Linked DNA regions of Mus musculus: region 1 is linked to region 2. Evidence: chromatin contacts called from public HiChIP or PLAC-seq data. All regions are on one chromosome and are shown on one strand. Each heading gives the region's core, a stretch centred on a gene start, on an enhancer-like site or on the middle of the called end of the contact. The rest is flanking DNA. Distances are from core to core; before and after follow the strand shown.

Region 1 (4,037 bases), core at 86-2,585, 310 kb after region 2:
CTCTGATGAGTGAATCAGGACTGTGTTCCATAGCTCTTCAGTTGGGTTGCTTGTGTGTGTGTGTGGGGGGGGTTATTTGTTTGTTTGGCTTTGCTTTTTTGTATTTTTGAGACAGGTTTTCTCTGTGTAGCCCTGCCTGTCCTGGAACTCTGTAGTCCAGGCTGGTCTCGAACTCAGAGATCTGCCTGCCTCTGCTTCTCAGTGCTAAGATTTTTTTTTTTTTTCGAGACAGGCTTTCTCTGTGTAGACCTGGCTGTCCTGGAATTCACTGTAGACCAGGCTGGCCTCGAACTCAGAGATCTGCCTGCCTCTGCCTCCCAAGTGCTGGGACTACAGGCATGTGCCACCACTGTCCAGCCTCAGTGCCAAGATTTTAAAGGTGTGAGCCACCTTCTGTCTGAGGAACTAGTACCTCAAAGACAAATATCATAACTATCCAGTGTATAGGGCGTTCCAGGTTACAGGATGGCAACCTGTAATTTATGGCTGAGGTGAGATACATTCTACAAATGTGCCTGTTTTTCAGATGAGGAGCTAGAAAGATGTCTGGTTCAGGGGTGGGGCAGAGTGTTCATTCCTCTGTGTGACTGCTGTGTGTGTGTGTGTGTGTGTGTGTGTGTGTGTGTGTGTGTGTGTGTGCACGTGCCTGTGTGTGTGTGTGTGTGTGTGTGTATGTGTGTGTGTGTGTGTATGTGTGTGTGTGTGTGTGTATGTGTGTGTATGTGTGTGTGTATGTGTGTGTGTGTGTGTGTGTGTGTGTGCACGCGCCTGTGTGTGGTTATGAATGGAAAAACAACTGTTGGGGGGAGGGTTAAGATCTGTGCCCTTGGGGGCTCATTGCTTAAGAACGCCGCTCTTCCGGGGAACCGGAGTTCAATTTCCAGCCCTCCTGTTGGGTGTTGCACAGGCAGCTGTAGCTCTAGCTCCAGGGCAATCTACCTCCCAGGGCACCAGCACTTAGGTGCACAAACATACACAATGAAAAATGAACGTAGTTTTTAAAAGAAAAGAGAAAAGTGCTTTGCCTTTCCTAAGATGGGCATGGTGGTGATGCCTCCATCCCCAGTCTTGAAACAGGGGGACTCCAGGTTGGAGATCATGTGTGAAACATACACACACACACACACACACACACACAGAGAGAGAGAGAGAGAGAGAGAGAGAGAGAGAGAGAGAGAGAGAGAGAGAGAGAAAGAAAGTCTGGAAAGTAGATAACAAACTTTGAGGGAAGACGTAATTGTAAGGAAAAAAGGGTCATGGGATAGGGACAGCACCAGCAGGGGAGGTGCAGCTGTCCCTCACAGGGACAGAGCAGTCCTTGCATCTGGCTGTCAGAGAGGTCATTATGTGAATCATGAGGATGGTATTTTTAAGGTATTTCTTCCTCATAGTTAGAGGAGGTTCTCCCATGGAGTCAGTGAGCAGATTGCTTTTGGAGACTTCCTGGCCCTGTCTTGCACCTGGTGAATTTTTTCCTCCTCTGGTGATAAGGGACAGGCGCGTTCCCATTCCATACATTGTGACAGAGGCGGTTTGTGGCTTTAGGGCTTGAGAACTTGCTAGGGTTGGTTCCGATTTCTTGCTGTTTGGGGTTTTGGGGTTTGTTTTTTGGTTTGTCCCAGCAAGGTCACTATTTTTATTTGAGTCTGATCTGAGCTGCCCTGCTTCACTCAGAGATAATTTTCCTTTGTGCCTCTGATCAGGTTACCACACCTTGATAGGGTAACTTTTTTTTGGTTTGTTTATTGTGTTTTGCAAAACGGGGTTTCTTTGTCTGGATCTGACTGTCCTGGAACTCACTCTGTAGACCAGGCTGGCCTCAAACTCAGAGATCCACCTGCCTCTGCCTCTCAAGTACTGGGATTAAAGGCATGAGGTACCACACTCTGTCTAGGGTAACTCTAATAAGCTAAAATAACAGCCTCGAGACCCAGGAGTGTCTTCTAAAGAAAGAGCCATGGCTGAGATGTGGCTTTGTGACCGACCTGTTCCTCAGCAGCGGCCAACAGTGGTTCCAGGAGCAAGAGTAGACAGAGTCCCTCAGCATCTGTAACACAGCTTCCTCAAAGAGCCATATGGAGATGTTGTGTTATTTGAGCGTGCGTATGTTGGTGTGTGTGTGTGTGTGTGTGTGTGGGAAACAGGAGCTGTATACTTTGCAAATTAACAGGAGACCAAAACAGGAAAAAATATATCTTGCAATGTTAAGAGTTCTGCTTGCAGTTAAGACAGTTAAAAATAAATCCCTAGCCGGGCATGGTGGCGCACACCTTTAATCCCAGCACTCGGGAGGCAGAGGCAGGCAGATTTCTGAGTTCGAGGCCAGCCTGGTCTACAGAGTGAGTTCTTGGACAGCCAGGGGTACACAGAGAAACCCTGTCTCGGAAAACAAAACAAAACAAAAAACCCCTGTTTGTCCTATGTTAAGTCCTTGCAAGTTAAGGTTTACATTTGTAATTAAGAACAAGTTCCTGTTTGTCCTGTCCTAATTTCTAGTTAAAGAATAAGTCCTTGTTTGCCCTGTGTTAAAACCTTGAAAAATAAGGTTTCTGTTTGTAATTAAGAATAAGTTAGATCTTAGAGCTGATGTAAACTGCTTGCAACCCCATTCGCAAGATGTAATCCTTGCTTTGTTCCTCCCCTTTTATTGTATCTTTCTCACAGTGTGTAACAGCCAAGTCTCTGGCCTTAGGGCTCCTAGAAAATGGCTTCAGGAGACCAGGACAGGTTGCTCTCTTAAAGCTGGACTTAGGGTTAGGTAGCCATCTGGACAGTCCTGGGTGTGTCTCAGAATACAGCTTGCTTTAATTGAACAGTTGTGGAGCTGGTCTTTCTCTTGGGGGCTTTCAGGTTTAACAATAGATAGATGGATAGAAAGACAGAAAGATGGATGGATGGATGGATGGGGTGGGAGTGTAGGAGCTTGCTATAGCACCCCCATGAGATCTAAAATTTCATGGAACCAGTTCGCCCCTTCCACCCTTATGTTCCGGGAATCAAACTCTGGTGGTCAGCCTCACACGGCAAAGTGTCTTTACCCACTGAAGCATCTTCCTGGCCCATATTGAAGAGGGTTTTTGTTTTTTGTTTTTGTTTTTGTTTTTTGGTTTTTTTTGTAAATTCAAATATTCTGGAAAGGACACATAAAACAATTAATTTCCGTGGCCTGTAAGGGAGGGGAATTGAATGACTGAATGGTGGAGATGTGAGGAGACACCGAAACTGGAGTGGAGTTCTTTGGAAAGTCTGTTGGCTGGTGTTTTGCTAGGGTAACCATGTGAAGGCACGGCGCCTAAAAGAGGGCACGGGTATGAGAGGCAGACTCGGGAAGGAACGTGTCACTGAAGCAGACACAGGAGAGGGTGTTCTGCTAAAACAAACACGTGAAAGGACACATCATGAAGGATTCTTTGCTAGTGACATGCATGAATTGGTCTGCCTTACATTTTGTAGTTGAGCTGCATTTTTCGGACTCCACAGAGAGAAACACACCAAAAACTGTCTGGTGGTGGACTGCAGTTTCTTTGTGCTTCCTCCGGCTCAGACTGATTGGATGCACTTGCTGAGGCCCGACCTGTGCTGAGGCAAGGCCTGTGGAGGACGCGTGATGTTTGGGGGTATAAATAGGGCCCAACAGAGATAGAGCTTGCCTTGCTGGTACAGCTAGCTGTGCAACACTTGTGGGTCTCGTGTCTTTGATGATCTTCGCTTCCCTGAGAGACGCACAGCCGAGAACTTTTCCTGGTGTTCCTGTTGGTTCCTCCTGCTGCCCTAGGCAGAGGCCGGGCTGTCTCTGCTAGACTGAGTCACCGCTGCTATTCTGACTCTACCGAACTGGACTGCTGGTGTATCCGTGCAGTGTTGCGAGTAGATTGAGCTGCCACTGCCTGCTAACTTGTGAACCAAACTGCCGATTTCCAGATAACAGAGATGGGAGTTGCTCCAAAGAACCTTACTATACAGGTCCACTCCCTTCTACCGCCGCCTCCATCCTTCTTTTCTACTACCTCTGGTGGGTGGTGGGCTGCAAAGGAGGT
Region 2 (4,337 bases), core at 208-2,707:
CCAGGATCCCAGGTTAGAGGTTAAATTCCAGAGCAGAAGCAGACAATGAGACCCTAAGCCTGGTGAGGACACCCTCCTCCAACCTCTCTGTAGGATCAAAGCTGCCGGTGTAGGCTGTGATCCTAGGCCAGAGAGAGGAGCAGGCCAGACTCAAGAAGGGAGGAAGCTCCTTTGCTTGGATTGTTCTGATGGAGTCGTTCCCCTACAGAGGTTCAAAGGCTGGTGCTGGGGCAGGGAGAGGGTGATGTGAAGAGAATTTGGCAACGGATAGGGAAGTAGCTGGACCAGAAAAATAGGGCTTCCTGTTGATGGAGGAGTCCAGGTGTACTGCTATTCCTTGTTCATCTCCCCAGACTTGTCCTAGAAACTCCCCAGGGATGCGCAGACTCCCCATCTGTGAGATGTAAGGGACCTCCACAGAGAGTAACAAGTAGTGCTTGCCTGGAAGTGAGGCCAGATCCATTTCCCAGATATGGGAGACCGTTTACTCTTTGCTGAGGACTCTTCCTGTCTGATGGGAGAATTAGGGATATATCCAGATCCTTAGTTTTTTTTCTCTTCCCCAACTGTCATCTACTGTCATCAGATCTCAAAAGCACCAGTCCTTTCCCCTATGACATCGTGGGCTTTTCTAGTAAACCAATTTTCTACTGTGTCTCCGTGCCCCCTCCTCACTTTCCCATCCCCTTAATTCCATACCCTTTCCAGCCCCCCGACTCTCCACTCCACCCCATCTTCTTGGCTTAGCACAAGACCCACCAGTAACCACGTTTTAGGGAGCTTAGTTCTAGGTAGGAAGACGGGTCTTGGTTTCTTTAAAATTGAGTTTGGATGTAACTCAGTGGTAGAGTGCTTGCCTAGTATGAGAAATAGGGAACGAAAAGGAGTGGGGGTGGGGAGGAGGAGGAGGAGGATCTTCGTCGTCGTCATCATAACCATCATCTCCAGTCCCGAGAAAGAAAACGCAAAACAAAATCAAGTTTGGAATAGCCAGGAAGGAAAAAGATGAGACTGGAGCGTCAGCTACCGCTTCCTCAAAGAGCCTCTCACCGGGCATCTCTTCAACAAACAGCATTGCAAAGCTTTCAACCGTCTCGATTCTCCGTCTCCCTGAGACCATTTGGCTCCATCTTGCCCCAAATCAAGTTTATTACAAGGACACACTAGGAGACCCTGAACAGTTGGTGGCAGCATGATGGAAGTTACGAGTCTGGGAAGATACCCCGTGGGTCAGGTACCTGAGGATAGCTCATCTTTCTTCCGGAATCAGTTAACAGGAGTAGGATGGGGGCAAGGTGGGGATACTCCGCTTCTAAGCCCTGAAGATGCGGAGTGGGTGAGGGGTCTTTTCGCCATGGGCGAAGGTAGCAAGGTAGCAAGGTAGGCGGGGAGATGATTCTTTCCGATCTGAGACTGGACAAGGCGAAGAGAGGCTCCGCCAGGAGGAGGAGCCGACTCCCACGTCTAGCCGTCCGGGCTCCCTTAGGTCGTGGCTCTGCTATAAAGCCTCCACCAGCATGATCGCGACGCCTAGGGTGGCTTCATTGGTGATTGACCCTAGGCTGGGCAGCGTCTTTCCCCTCAAGCACCATGCAGCTCCTTCTTGCTCTGCTGGCGCTGGCATACGTGGCCCCCTCTACTGAAGGTATCCTCGGGTGACCCTCTGCGCCCCCAGGACCCGGTACCCTTGCTAGCGCGCTCCGGCTGCGCGTTGTTCGTGCAGGGAACCGTGAGGCTGCAGCGGACCTGGTTGTGTGAGCGGGGGCGCCTACACGTGTCCGCGGGAGGCTGCGGGAGAGGGGGATGTGTGCTCGCATGTGTGTGGCCGCGGGGTGTCCGCGTGTTGGACGCTCGTGTGATCTGTGGTGAGGATGCTTCTCTGACCCGCCTGGATCCACGGTCCTTTTCGCACCTTGGTTCTCCTGGGTTTGCCCGTGGGTGGCGAGTGGCCGACTGTCCTGCAGAGACTCTGAACCGGTAACTGTTGCCCACCCAGAACAAGCGCAGCAGGTTGGATGTATTGGGGTCCCGGTGTTCCCTTCTTCTGACTCTAGGGTCCTGCCCTCTGAGCTTCAAGCTCCCTTCTCCCCTTCCCCCAGTGCTGGATTGGGAGCCTGGCGGGGGGCATCCTAAGACCCAAGTCCCTGGCCAAGCCGGTCTTTCCAGACAAGGTGATTTTCGTTTAAAGATTAATGGTGAGACCGAGCTCTTAATTATTCTTCTAGGTGGGAGGTGGAGGTAGAGGCGTGTTAATATTTGATAAGGAGCTAAAGGCGATTCTAGCGGTTGGCACCTTCTCCAATACCCCATAGCTCTTCACGAAGACTTCATCTCTTAGTCCGCAGGGAAGCTTTCCCGTCCAACGGGCCAGAACTCCCTTCCAGAGTTGGGTGCTCTGCCCTGGAATGGATAGTGGGGCGTACGGTGGGGACGTGAGGGGTCTCTCAGACCAGAAGGAGAGAGAGTATTCCCCGTTGCAGGACTTAGTTTGGAGGATGTAAGGCATCTTGCAACAACTCCTTCTTAGTGGAGGGAAAAGAGCAACTAATATAATGTTAAAGGGCGGAGTGTGTGTGTGTGTGTGTGTGTGTGTGTGTGTGTCTAGGGGTTGGGCACTTAAAACGACTTAGTAAAAAGGAAAATGTTTTTAAATTAACCAGTGCCTTGTAGCTGTTCACGTTGGTTAAGACGTATAAAGTATTCTGTCGTTTACAAACCGGGTTTAGTAGTTGTGTTCCTGGGTGCTGTTTTAAGGATAAAGAGTATAAGAGTTTAGGCAGTGTCCTTGGGCTCTGGGCAGAAAGCACTCTACAAGAAGGTCATGAGACCTGGCCAGTGACCTGGGGCCATGTAGGTAGGACTCCATCTCAGCTGACTTCTTCACACAACAGTTCCCATTTTAGTGGCAGGACCACCTTCCTTCATGCATAGTCCTGGCGGAACTGGAAAGTGCACAGGTAGCTGGTAAACAAATCCTCAGCATTAAATCCCAGAGAGAAGGGATATCCCAGCCCTTTGGAGCACTGAGATTCCTAGCCAGGTAGTTCGAAGACTTTGCTCGGGGCATACCCTGTTCTGCTGAACTGGTTACTGGAGTCTTTCCCCCTTCCGTCAGAGTGAGCAAGGTCCATTAAAATTCAGTCCTCTGTAAAAGGCTCCTGGACCATGAGCCAAAAATAAATCCTTACCTTAAAAGGGGGAGGGGGAGGCTTGTAACTAGGGACAAAGGACAGTGGCTTAGTGGGGGGGAGGGGGGCAACGTTTTTGTCTCTAACCCCTGGTGGTGGTCTAGGTAGGACACAGAGCTGGGAGCCTCTCTGATCTCCCTTATCACGGGCGTGACCAGGGGCAGTGGGCTTGTTATTCTCTGCAAAGGTTGCCCCTCAGAAGCAAGTGTGGGAGCCTGAGCTGACCGGTGCCCTGCCATCTTACCTCTGACCTCTGACCCCTGACCCCTGGCTCTGCATCCTCAGCATTGTTTTTCTGGCCACCACCTCCCAGAGAGTGTCGTTACAAGAGTGTTCAGCCAAGCAGGTCAAAAGGCTCTATGATTAAGACGGTGGATCAGAGGTCACACTACAAACCAGGGATCTGGGGCCAGAGCCAGGGAAGAGAAGATTCCTGAGAAATGCCCAGATGGGCTACTCCTGAGGCAAGCCTGCCGGCTCTGCCCTTCCGAGTTGGCCTTTTCCAGGAATAGCTTCCCCTTGGGCCCCAAGTGTTAAGGAGGGGCTGCTCTCCCATGACTCTTCACTGGAAGCCTGTTCTCCTTCCGGGCCCAGTGACACAAAAATGTAATAGTCCCTCTCCCCGCCGTGACTGGCCAGTCCTTCATCCGGTCTGAGTTTGGGGTAGTGCCTCTGTCTCTGGAGAGCCTGGGCTCAGACAAAGGAATCGCTCTGCAGAGATTAAGCAACAGGCAGAGAAGAGGCAGAGCAGGCTGGGAAGGAGAGGGAACAGACTCCAGCTTCCTGCGGCAGTCTGCCCACCTGGGGTGGGGGTGGGGGTGGGGGGTCGATGGCCACTGCTGTCTGCAGACTCTGCAGACGCACAGACTCATGTATCTCTCCCCCAGTGCAGCAACTCACAGGGGCTAAACCACCATGGGGGAAGACCCTGCATCTTTAAGCTGGAATGAATTCTGATACAGTGCTAGGAAAGTGATAAATCCAAAGTGGCCCTTGGAGGCCAAGAGAAGGAGGCCAGTATCCTGGAGGGCTCACCCTTCTAGCCTAGAACCTTGTTCCTCTTGGCTACCAAGAGCATGGTTTTTATACTCACCCGCTCATCCTGTCCCCATTTCAGGGATGGATGCCCTGCCCAGACTAAGTGGAGAT

What was found. HiChIP or PLAC-seq counts read pairs in DNA pulled down with a chosen protein or histone mark.
Region 1: an H3K27ac HiChIP or PLAC-seq map of extraembryonic endoderm stem cells shows a contact between it and region 2. The contact joins the enhancer-like site here to the promoter of Car4 in region 2. A contact is called at or near these places in 5 of 39 promoter capture datasets (the C10 cell line, the HPC-7 cell line, liver and 1 more) and 1 of 115 datasets of contacts at active chromatin or transcription factors (extraembryonic endoderm stem cells).

The regions. Positions count from the first base shown.
Region 1 is chr11:85,265,001-85,269,037 of GRCm38.p6, forward strand. No RefSeq gene overlaps it. Among named protein-coding and RNA genes, the nearest start is that of Appbp2os, 32 kb to the left of the region's middle. Within about 2 kb of position 1,336, at least 26 of the 459 cell types and tissues checked have an H3K27ac peak or open chromatin away from gene starts, as enhancers often do. A contact at or near this core is called in extraembryonic endoderm stem cells, where this site is marked.
Region 2 is chr11:84,956,297-84,960,633 of GRCm38.p6, forward strand. It overlaps Car4 (carbonic anhydrase 4), which reads left to right and starts at 1,458. Exons shown (of 8, transcript NM_007607.2): 1 at 1,458-1,645. The coding sequence starts at 1,591.